Regions from separate parts of the Anser cygnoides genome. Here region 2 is linked to region 1. A link is a contact called in public Hi-C data. All regions are on one chromosome and are shown on one strand. Each heading gives the region's core, a stretch centred on a gene start, on an enhancer-like site or on the middle of the called end of the contact. The rest is flanking DNA. Distances are from core to core; before and after follow the strand shown. Region 1 holds the start of SEPSECS (Sep (O-phosphoserine) tRNA:Sec (selenocysteine) tRNA synthase). Region 2 holds the start of SEL1L3 (SEL1L family member 3).

Evidence for each region. A called contact is a pair of places that touch in the nucleus more often than the background predicts.
Region 2: a contact with region 1 is called in a Hi-C map of liver, with 2.2 times the contacts expected there. The contact joins the promoter of SEL1L3 here to the promoter of SEPSECS in region 1. A contact is called at or near these places in 2 of 7 Hi-C or Micro-C datasets (both in liver).

What each region holds. Positions count from the first base shown.
Region 1 is chr4:19,224,781-19,230,581 of Taihu_goose_T2T_genome, reverse strand. SEPSECS (Sep (O-phosphoserine) tRNA:Sec (selenocysteine) tRNA synthase) reads left to right here and starts at 2,584. Exons shown (of 11, transcript XM_048046833.2): 1 at 2,584-2,816; 2 at 3,968-4,122. The coding sequence starts at 2,703.
Region 2 is chr4:19,392,740-19,398,540 of Taihu_goose_T2T_genome, reverse strand. It overlaps SEL1L3 (SEL1L family member 3), which reads left to right and starts at 3,374. Exons shown (of 24, transcript XM_048046822.2): 1 at 3,374-3,607. The coding sequence starts at 3,551. SMIM20 (small integral membrane protein 20) reads right to left here and starts at 3,245. Exons shown (of 4, transcript XR_010830988.1): 1 at 3,113-3,245; 2 at 211-267.

The DNA of each region.
Region 1 (5,801 bases), core at 1,335-3,834:
CTGGATTGGTTCCTGGACACCAATTCCCGCTCCCCAGCTCCTCTCCCACCTTACAAGATGTTCTGCACAGGCCACAGAGTGCAACTTCCAAAGGGAAGCGGAAAAGCAATGAGGGAAAACAACACCAGCGTATCATAATTGTTTGCACCTTCCCACAACCGTCCTGACACGCTCTAACTGGAAGAATTCAGTAAAGTATTCACTGAAGTGAAACCCATCAGACGGCATCAAACTGTGACCTGGATGCAGCCTCCTACATTTCCCTATACAAGGGCACTCCTCCTCAGCACAGCACTCAGAGGCATTAGTGAAATAAGACACAAAAACACATACTTGGAGTACCTTTACAGAACTGAGATTCTGGGCTGTACCAGGAGCGAGGCAGTTCTCAGCTAAAACAATTATGTGCATTTATTATTCATTATTCTCATAATTATTCATGCCATAATGATTCATTCTGTACATTACCTGGATCATGGAAAAAAAATTACTTTGCTCGGTTACTAACAAAATAAAGCCTCGCTGAAATACTTCACTTGTGTTTGTTTTGTCTCAGGTTACCTGTCAGCCAGTGGACTTTGGAACAAAGTTGGGATGTTTAGTTGTGTAATCATTAGTATCTGTAACATTTGTTAAAATCTGTTCACATTTACATTTCTGTTTCCATTCCTCTCTATTCAAAATGAACATATTCAGTCAATTGTGACTCCAAATGAATAGGCATTTTATGCCCAGTAAACAAGAATATGAAGTATACAACAACTGGATGCAATGTGCAGCGCAGAAAATTATCCTGCTTATTTTCTGCATGAAGCAAACAAAAAGGTCAGACTAAAATGAGAAACCTCTTAACATTTTGCTCAGCACATCACTACAGAAGAATGCGTCTTCCTTTAGCTACAGTAGTTGCAGTAGGTTTAGTTACAGTAGGGTGAGTTGTTAGCATTGTGTTAAACAGCTCACCCATGGGTTTCTAAAAGATTTAAGAATTATTTCTTTTGAATAAGGTAAACAAGAAATAACTCATCAGTTATTTCTTCTGCTGTAGGGATCCATCTACACATGCTAGTGTACGTGTACACACACTTAACGCTTACTTTTGATCTATTGTAATGAGAATTCTGTAACTTGCCCATGTTTTGATCTCAAGAAGCTTTTACATTGCCTCTGTCTTCAATGGTGCAGAGTTCAAATGTTACAACAGCTCATCATTCAACAAAATACACATCACCATAATAGTTATTAACAAACAATTAATTTTAAATCTGAGTAGCTAATACTCTCAATTAGCTACCTGGACTAAAATTACTAACAATTAGAGCATGCAAATAAGTTTGCTCATTTTCCTCATGCTGACACTTTTGCCTCTATCATTCTAGCCCACAGTCCGCCTTCTCATTTGTTTATAATATCAGTCTGAGCACCACGTCAAAACATTGGAACGGGACAAACAGAAAAAAAACCAACAGGGAATACATGCACAAAGGGCACTTTTTGCTTTAGGTGAGCGCCCCCTTGTGATCCTTTCAAATAAAGAACAAGCTGAATAGTTCTGTTTCTAAAATAACATCAATACAATGCCTCGTAACAGTCCAAACGCAGAATGACTATGGAGACTAAGAAGCAGGACAATTCAATTTGCAAAGCTCTTTTATGCTGAAAAGGGTAAGAAACTGTGTTAATCATAGTCTCAGCTGACAATTCAAACAGGCGTGTAAGATTACTCAGCCAAAACACCTGACAGATCCTAATCAGGGTAATTAAACATACAGAATCAAGACGGTGACTGTGTACTTTTCTCATGTTATTTAGCCACCTGAGCTTAAAAGTGTAAAACAGAAGAATCTGATAAGACTTCATCAACAAATTCAGTCGACCAGGCAGGTTAATATGAAGCCCTGGAACAAACACTCTTGTGTGTTTAATGCGCCCCTTCGTTTTTTTGCATGCTAGCCACTGGTTATTTCAGCACAGCAAAGGGCAACCTGCCAGCCCCCATGGAGTGACAAGTACAAGGGTGGGAAGGTTCCTGCCTGGTCAGGCTTTGCTGGCAATTCCTAGCAAAGATGCAAGGCCTGTCCCAGGTTTCCTACTGGCCTGTCTATTTTCCCAAATAACACAAAAAGGAAGAAAATGGGATCATTCCCAGCAGCACGTCTCCCTACCTATCACACAATTTTTGCTTTTTTTTTGCTGAACTGCCTGACTCGGGTAGGGCGGGCCTGAATTTGGCTGCATACACCACCTTGATTTACCACAGACAGCTCAACTTTGTTCGCAGAAACCTCCTGAGGAGCAAAAGGGTCTCCTTACCCTGAGGGGCACCCGAAGGGGGCGTTACGTGGCTGTTCTCTACCGCTAAACTTTTGGGGGAAGCACACCCCAGCCAGCTCTCCTCGGCCAACAAGTCTACCTCCCTCGGGGTTCGCTCCCCGAGGGCCGGGCAGCCGCCGGCCGCCACCTCGGTCCTCAGAGGAGCCGAGGAGGGGAAATGGAGGCCCGCAGCGGCGCGGAGCAGCCCGACACCTCTCGGCGGCACCCGGAACGGGCCCGGCCTCCGCCAGGGGAGGGCCGCCGGAGCAGCCAGGCGGCGCATGCGGCTCCGCGGGGCGGGCAGCGGCCGGCCGCGCTAAGAGCGGCGGTGGAGGCGAACCCGCTCCGCACCGCTCCGCTGAGGGGGAGCCGGGCTTCGCCCCCCGGCCATGAACGCGGAGAACTTCGGCTCCAGCGAGCGCCTGGTGGCGGCGGCCTACGTGCGCCAGGGGGCGCAGGGCCGCCGCGGCCATGAGCTGCTCCTGCGGGCCCTGCTGGAGCAGGTAACCGCAGTGCCGCCCCCCGGCCCGGCCCCGGCTCCGGCTGAGCCCGGGGGGCTCCGAGCTGGGGCCGGGATCTCGGGCAGGGAGGTCCCGGGAGAGCGGCGTGCCCGGACCTGCTGCCACGGGCCGGCCCGGGCCGCCCGGCGGGGGTGGGGGCGAAGGGCTGCCTCAGGGCTGCCTCAGGGCTGCCTCAGGGCCTCAGGGCGCGCGGGGCTGAGGGAAGGTGGCAGGCAGCCAGATTGTTTCGAAATGCGTTGATAACGAAATTAAATCCCTCTCGTGAGGTGCCGGAGGGATGTGTTTCTTTGTCTCCGGAGCCATTGTCGATGGTTTCTTGAATGTTTCAAACGTTTTCATTAGTCACATCATCCACCATGACAGACTTCGCTTTCATACAACACGTTTAACCTAAAAATACGATTGAATTAGCTTTGTTACCGAAAGCAAAAACAAAACAACAACAAAAACCACTAAACTTTGATTTGCAATAGGAATGCTTTACAAGTTTACAGTGCCTTTCCTTTGAGGGTCTTCTCTGTACTTCACCAAGATGACTGCGGTTCTAACACCGAGAGGAGCACACAAAACTCTGTATCTGCTTCCAGCCCTATACAAATTACTTTCAGAAGGTAGTTAAGTCTTGAAGTATTAGGGTAATAACTGGAAAGGAAACTACGTGGATAGGAAGATGAGTTACAGCTGAAACTATATTCCGCTTATAATTAGTATTTTTGTTACTATTATCCCAATTATCTCGTTTTCACCCAGTTTGCCCTGCTGAACTTCTGCAGTGTTAAGCCTGTGTGTGGAGTATACATCAAATAATCCATAGTCTAGGGAGCAATTAGCATGTATGTGCTGCAGTGGTGGTGTGTGTACCTTAAAGGGTACTTGAAAGTGAAAAATACTCTGACTATTTTAATATCAGGATATGCTAACGGTAATTGTGTTGAATATATGGAAAAATCATTATTTAACATTTCTCTGAATACAAGTTTGTAACACTAGGTAACAAAAAACAGAAAGCAGAATCAAAATACAAACTACAGTTCAGCATGGAGAAGAAGGGTAACATCAATCAACCAGATTACATAAAGATGTGTTTGTTCTTAATTTCCAAGTTTAGGAGTTATCTTTATATTATTATTAAGGGAAAGTGTCCTGAAGATGGATGGGATGAAAGCACCATTGAACTGTTTCTTCATGAGCTTGCCATAATGGATAGCAATAACTTCCTGGGCAACTGCGGTGTGGGTGAGAGGGAAGGAAGAGTGGCGTCAGGACTTGTAGCCCGAAGGCATTATAGGTACACCTTATTGGCAGTTTGAATTATTCTGTTTTATTATTAATGTTTCCAAAGTGCTTATTTTACTGTCAATTGTTATCTGAGACCTAGATAGCATTTGAGAAAAATAGTATAATGCAATATTGACTTGATGCAACTTTCTGTATTAAATTTTCATTAATAACTCATTGGAAAGTCTTGAATGTAACAAAAATCTTTTGTCAGGGTTATGTCCTGTATGCTGAAGTGATAGAAGCCTGAGTTGTCGAATTGATTGAATGCAAGGAGAGATCTTCCTGCTTTAAAATAATTCATGCATTACTTGCCTTTTTAACGCTGTGCAGCTCTTCTTCTGTGTATTATTCAAAAGTACTGAATGTTGTAGTTCTAAAGTATTGAACGTTCCTAGTGAACAGCTAGTTGTATTTTTAATGTTCATTAATATATTTATAATGTGATAAGTTGATATGCACATAAAAACTCAGTCTATTTAAAATTTATATATGAAGTAAGCAAATTTATAAAGACTAGAAAATCTGTTAATAGCTTGAAGCCCTTCTTACACTTGACAGGTGCTTTGAATGCTATAATTCTAGTGGCTCTGCATTAATATCTGAAGATAAACTTTTTTTTTTGCATAGTGTTCCGTACTGTGAATGTCTTTGCTGATGTTCCGTCCAGCATGAACGAAACTCAGTGAAACTTTTTGGAATGTTTATCCTCGAAATATTAGCACAAAAGCATATTAGAGACCAGAATTGTTGTGAGCTTTACCATATGGAATTTGAATTACTGAAGCTTAATGGCTTTCTGAAACCCTACCATACCATGAAAAATTGATGAAGAAAACCACTAGTACATCAGTTTGGGTTTTCTGTTTTCTGTACTGCTGTCTAGTCTAAGACATGTCGTGAGGGAGGTAGAGTCACACCAGTGGAGTATCTACATAGCTGCTTGCTGAAGATGCTGGAGAAGGCAGGCCCAGCTTCTGGCCACAGAGAGCCTAGGCTGTCCTTAGCCATGGCATCTCACCTTCACCCGTGAGCGTAAGCAATAGCAAAGAAAGGTTTAGAGGCTTTCCTCCATGCCACTTATTTCTGCAGTGAGTTTTACCAGCTAACTTTGGTAGTGGTTAGAGGTGGCAGGAGATGGTTGTGGAGCTGTCTGTCCTTTCTGCTTGACGCATTCTAAGGGCCAGACTTTGAGAGCTCCTTAGAAAGAAGTAAATTATGTGCAGAAAAGAAAACAAAGTGTGAGAAAGCCATTAAGAACATAGCAGCAGAAACTAAGGGAAGAAAATATTTTGATTGAGTGAGGATTGGGTGCAAGTTTCAACTGATTATCAAGCCATTGTTCGTTTCAAACCATAGCTTGAAGTGGGGAAAAAACACTAAACTGTAAAACTGTGCTCCAAGAAGTTCTGAGTTTCATCCAGTCATGAGACTGCATTTTACTCCATTCCCAAGACAAAAACGGAATTAAAGGCATAAATAAATGTGTATTGTTAGTAGCTTACTTGAACAGCTGCATTTTAGCCATAGGTAAAGTTATTTCTGTCAGTTTAGATTTTATAAATGATTTGAGGATACTTCAATCCTGAAAGGTGCTAAATAATATCTAAGGTTTATAAACACAGTTTATAAACATTATTTATACATGTAGAATGCAGAGAGAGACAGTATTGTATGACAGATGAATTG
Region 2 (5,801 bases), core at 2,125-4,624, 170 kb before region 1:
ACTACAATTTTATTTGACCAGTTAGATCAACTGAAAACAGGTTTAGCAAATCCGTAATTTGTAAACCTGAGAAAACACATTCTTGATAAGTTTATTATACATGTATTCTTTGAATGTAATCTTCACTGTATTGTTTAAATCTATAGAAATACTCAGGTCTTACTTCAAGACCTTTAAAGCAATCAATGCAAACACGTGAACTGAGTATACCTGGAGGCTGAATATCCTCTTGAACAATACCAGCTCGGTTTATTGACTGTTCTTTCTCTGGAAAACAAAACAGAAACAACACTACTTATAAAAAGAAAATACCAGACACCTTGCCTGTACGTAATAAAGCAACACTGAAAATTACATTCATTCTGAATCCTACACAGTAAAACTCTGGTGAGTATCTGTGTATGCAACACAAATGTAGCATTCACACTTAGCAAGGAAACTAACAGCTAGTTTGTTCTGAGAGATTACAACCTGTAAGATAGTCATCTTAAAGTAATGACTACTTTTCTAAAAAATGCTGATATACCTGTTGCGATGCCATAACTTAAGCAATGACCGGTACTTTTAGGAGCTACCCCTCACATGCTCAATGCAAAACTCCTCAAAAGATTTATTACTTCCAGAACCAGTGATCCCCATCTTCAGGTCCTGAAAAATCTTTTGTCTCATCACAAACAGATTTCATGGCAGCATCTATAAAATTACTGCTGGCAAACTTCATGAAATTGAGTATTAGGAGGATGTTTTCCACAGAGTGGGCCTGTCTCAGGGTTTTTTTGTTTGTTTTTTTTTTTAAATCAAAACACTTCCAGAAAGAGAAATGGACAAAACCATATCATTTTCCCTGTTTCCCTCCCTTTTTTCCCCCTTTCCAGTCAAGTGCTTTACCACTGTAGTGCTTTGAACAGGAAGTCAAAGCTTGTCTGGATTATTAGCCTTTTGTCAATCCCACTGAATTTTTTAATCCTCTAAAAAAATTGTTGTGTGCACTGTCTCAGGTGAAACTCTGAACTAAGCCCACCTTAAAACTAAAGTTTTTGCACATCCTACCACACTTAGAATGCACAAGCACTGCATGTTATCAGGCTGTCTAGGTACATGACTAAGGCTACTAGACACTAGCAGGAATATCAAGGGGACAGGCACTCAGTTCTGCGCACTGAGAATAAGAACTGCTGTTCCATACTCTTTAGCATACAAAATCTCAATCCATTTTCAAACAATAGGGTGTAAAACTCAGAGAAAACAGAACCAATTAGGGCAAGGAATCAGACTTATTCCTAGACATGGAGAAGGACAGCCAAAGAGTATGAGATGGATGCTAAAATAAGAGGAAAGGCAGAGATCAAAATGGGAATCAATTTGAGAGGTCTGTCTGAAACACACTTGGGGTGAACAGAAAGAGCTGTTGGCTGGTCAGGCAAAGAAACCAGCACAGAGAAGAAACAGACGAGAAACACAGAGACTGGACACAGAATGGCCAATAGGGAGACTAGGATGGGGCCTGGAAGCAACTTGGAAAATGGGTAAAACAAAGAAAAATGAGAAAAAGCCAGTCTCGATGGCAGGACAACCACCTCACAGGATGCAGAAGGAGCAGAGTCTCACAATTCGGCAAAAACATGGATTCTACTGAGAAAATGCCTTATTCCCATCTGGCATCAACCCAAATAGATTCTGTCAACCAGCTGCATTAATTAATCTAAGTGGAAGAGGTGGAAAGATCTCAAGGTTTCAATGCTGCCACTAAACTATGTGTTTAGTAAGAGGAAATAGTCTATTTTAAAACTAGTCCCAGACATGAAAATATTAGGAACATCAAAGCTAGAAACGGAGATGCTAAAAAGCTATAAAATTATAGCATTTATTTATGAAATTAAGTCAGAAACCCCTGTGTGCACAATTTATGGCACAAATTAGCAATTTGATTACACGCTGTTTTCCCAAGTATCTTCCATTTTATTTGTTAAACCTCTAGGAACTCCTCTGAAGATGTGTGAGTATCACGCAGAAAATACTTGTTCCTGAGCATACCGTGCCTCACTTGTGCAGAATTCAGGTGACACACAAGAAACACGAGGCTGAAGAAAGAAAAGATGGCACTCCATGTTTACGTAGCTGAATGTCACTCGAGAACTACAATCCATTCTCGCCTCTTGCAGGATTACTACGGGATGCAAACCCAGATGTCCGACTGCAGACCCAGCTTCCCAATACGCAGAAATAATGAGTATTCACCCACAGCTCAAGTTAATGGGGGGGGGGGGGGGCAGCAATCTTCTCGAAGTTTTGTTGCTATACAGCTTACTAGAGTGTACTCAGAAAATTAAAACCTCTGTAGCCCAAACCCTAAAATTATTATTTCCACAGCAGTACCACAACCATGAAAGTCCATGTTCTCCTCTAAGTGTTAGGTGAGTGCTTGTGCTGCTCTCATGCAACTGGTGAGCATCAAGGAAAGCACAGGGATCACAGAATATCCCAAGGTGGAAGGGAAGTTACTGACGGTGCAGTCCAAGGAGAGTTTGAGCAGAATGTGCTAAATAAAGCCTAGAATCAGGCACGAAATACCAAGTGTAAGTATTTACTAACTGTACACTGCCCATTTTATGTGTTAAATGGAGACTTAAAAAAATTCCTGACAGGGATCATTTGCTTATGTAACCTGCAAACACAGGTGAGGAAATTATCCATTGGCTCTCTCCCTTCCGTAATGAAGGATCACACATAACATTTTTGGAGACCACACCTCAAGTAAAAAAGAGTAAGGTAGGCAAAGAAGAGTAAGGATTTTAAATGGGAACACAGGGGAGAACACCTGTCTTTGGGGGCAGTCTGCAGCTTCACCAACATTAAATAACTCCCGTTGCTTTCCAGTTACATTTTACTTCACTTCCAAAGCGAGGCTAAAGTCCCTCGGAGAAGATCAATAAGTTTGCCGCCCTATTTTTGGTCATTCTTCCTAGAACCCCCTCAGGAGCCCCACCAGCCGCCGGCAGCGGGGTGCCGGGCGCCGGGCAGACGGCAGGAGCCCCGTGTGGCAGCGCCGAGCGACCTCTGGGGACACGGCTCCCCGGCGCCCCCCGGCTCCCTGCGGCCCCCCGGCACTCACTGTACTCGTCCGGCAGCAGCAGCGGCCTGAAGTAGATGGGGTACAGGGCCGCCCCCACCACGGCCACGAAGCCGCCGAAGATGCCCAGCGTGCGGCTCAGCCCCGCCATGATGGCGGCGGCCCCCTCCTCTTCCTCCTCCACCGAGGCTCCGCCGCTGCCGGTTCCGGGGCTGATGGCGGCCGCCCGGAGCCGTGCTCCTCGCCTCCCGGTGCGGCACGGGGGGACAGGACACGGCAGGCTCCCCGCAGGCCGGAGGGGACGCGAGGGCGGCGGCGGCTGCTGCTCGGGGCGAGCCGCTGCCCTGCCCGGCCGGCGGCTCCTCCTCCTCCAGGAAGCCGGATCCGCCGCAGCCCTGTCGGCCGGGCAGTGGGCAGCGCCGCCACGCCGATGGGCGCCTCCTCGTCCCCCTGCTGCTGCTGCTGAGCCGCCGCGGCAGCATGGAGCCCGCCGGGCTGCCCCGCCGCGTCCCCCCGCTCCTCCTCCTCCTCCTCACGGTGAGTGGCGAAGCACCTGCCGCGCTCCCCCCCGGGAGCCGTAAAATGGTGGCGGGGCTGAGGAACCGGCCCCGGGGGGCCGGGGGGCTCGGGGCTGGCAAGCTTTGTGTAGTGAAGCCCTTTAAACTGAACCCTTTTAGCTTGAACCCCTTTGAACTGGGCCCCTTAGGGTTGGAAGAGTGGGGTGCCTCTGGTGTCTGCCTCGGGGTGCATCAGCCGCTGGAAACAATCGCGTTGTAAAGGCGTCTGCTGAACTAAGCTTCTTTCCCCTCTTTGCTGCTGCGAAATGCAAACTCCTGTCCAAGTCTTCGTTTGTGTACCCGGTATGGGTACATAGGAGCAGGTCGGCACCCTTTTGTGGCAGGTCTCCTCTTCACACATCCTAAAAAAGCGTGACGTGGCGGGTGTGCGCAGGTAAAGGGCTGGGGTTACCTTCAGGTGTGGTGCGAACTGGTGTGATCCCAAAGGCTCATGTGGAATTTCTGCAAGGGTGAGCTCTTATCCCGCTGAGATCGTATTCCAGTGAGTGAAGGCACCGTTTCTGTGGTATTTCACCACTGCAAATGCTCAGAATTCCTACTAATTGTTGTGATTTTCTCCCACAGTGATTTTACCCCAGCACTGGTGAGATGGCTCGGGCTCACTCCCTCAGGTTCAGCAGGTTTAAGAAAAAGATCCAAGAAGAAAACTTGGACGGCTTTTACAATCAAGTTGCCCCACACAATGAAGCCTCTGTGCCTTTCTTGCTGAGCCCTGCCTGTCTCATGATACCATTTTTAATCCACCATAGCTGGCCTGTTTACTACACTGGGAAAATTTTACTTTTAAATCTCATAATCACACTCATTGTGTAATCCTTTCATCCTAGCTCTCTGTAGCCAGAGATTATGTACAATTAACCCTGTGTTGTCTGAGGTAATGCTGAGGGAAGTGATGTTTAGGGTTCCTCACAGAAAGATTTATTTAATAGGCACGCTGCCCAGTACGTGAGAGCGATGTACAGAGGTAACCAGGTGGGAACAGACTCAGCCACTGTCTAGAAAAGTTTGCTGTCCGTGGTCTGCCACAGCTGCATCGCTGTGGGATCACTCAGGGGGGTCTTTTCACTGTGTTCCTTGCTGGATGAGCATCCCGAAGGATTTATGAGGTGTGGTGCAACAGCACACCCGACTGTGCTTCGTGCATTTTTGCAGTTTGTGCCTCAATACCTGAGGCACCACAGAATACAAAGAAAAGATTCTTGACTAAGCCTGTGCGAGCCATTTTGCAGAGCGGGCACTGAGGGCAAGGCAGCTGAAGCTGACCTTATGCATCAGTGGTCACGCTTTGTCATGCTTAGGTGCTCTCGGAGCAGTTTGTACTACAAGGAGCTGGCTTTGAGTTGCCTTGGGATATCCCCACCACAGGAAAAAAAAAAAAAAAAAAAACACCACTAGCATAATTTCTGCCAGTCAGCCTTTCATTGGAAGCCGGATGGCCACATTTCACATCCTGCTGCGTCTTTGCTAATGAACCCTGCCAGACCCAAGCTGTCTTTGCTGGGAGCCAGCTCCCATATCTCTGTGCTGGAGAAACCCCTGGGAAAACTGAGAGCTGCCTGGATGATTTGTAGCTGTAAATATGTGTATGCGGTAAGCATGCAGTGGTAACACGATGATTTGTAGTGTCTACCTGGTAGACTTCAATGTTTTGTGATAACCAAATGGCATGACTTTTATAAACTGGGGGCCATGCCATAAGGAAAATCATAATAAATCATACAGATCAAGCCGTTTTCACATACTGTTTCTTGCAAGGTCAAAAAGTATTTGATAGATATGGATGGTATCCATCAAGTGGAAGAGGTTTAGCGTAATTTGTGTTTGCTGTTGTGTCTGTTCTTTAGAGATATCTATAACCATAAAAGGTTTACATAAGAAACATGTCGTAATAGTATCTCTGCCTGAGAGGTATCGGAGTCAAAATCAAGGTTCTCTAATCAGCTTTTTAATTGGTGTTTGTGCAGGTGTTTTATTGCAGGTTGTGATAGTAACTTCCAACGGACACCAACCTTTCTGCTATTCCTTTTTTATCCCCTTCAGTAGGTCCTTCATAAAACACATCATATAAACACGGATCTGCAGATAGATTTGTTATATTCAAAGGAATATTTCTGCTGCGCTTTGCCACTAGTGACTGAAATGCTAATTCAGTT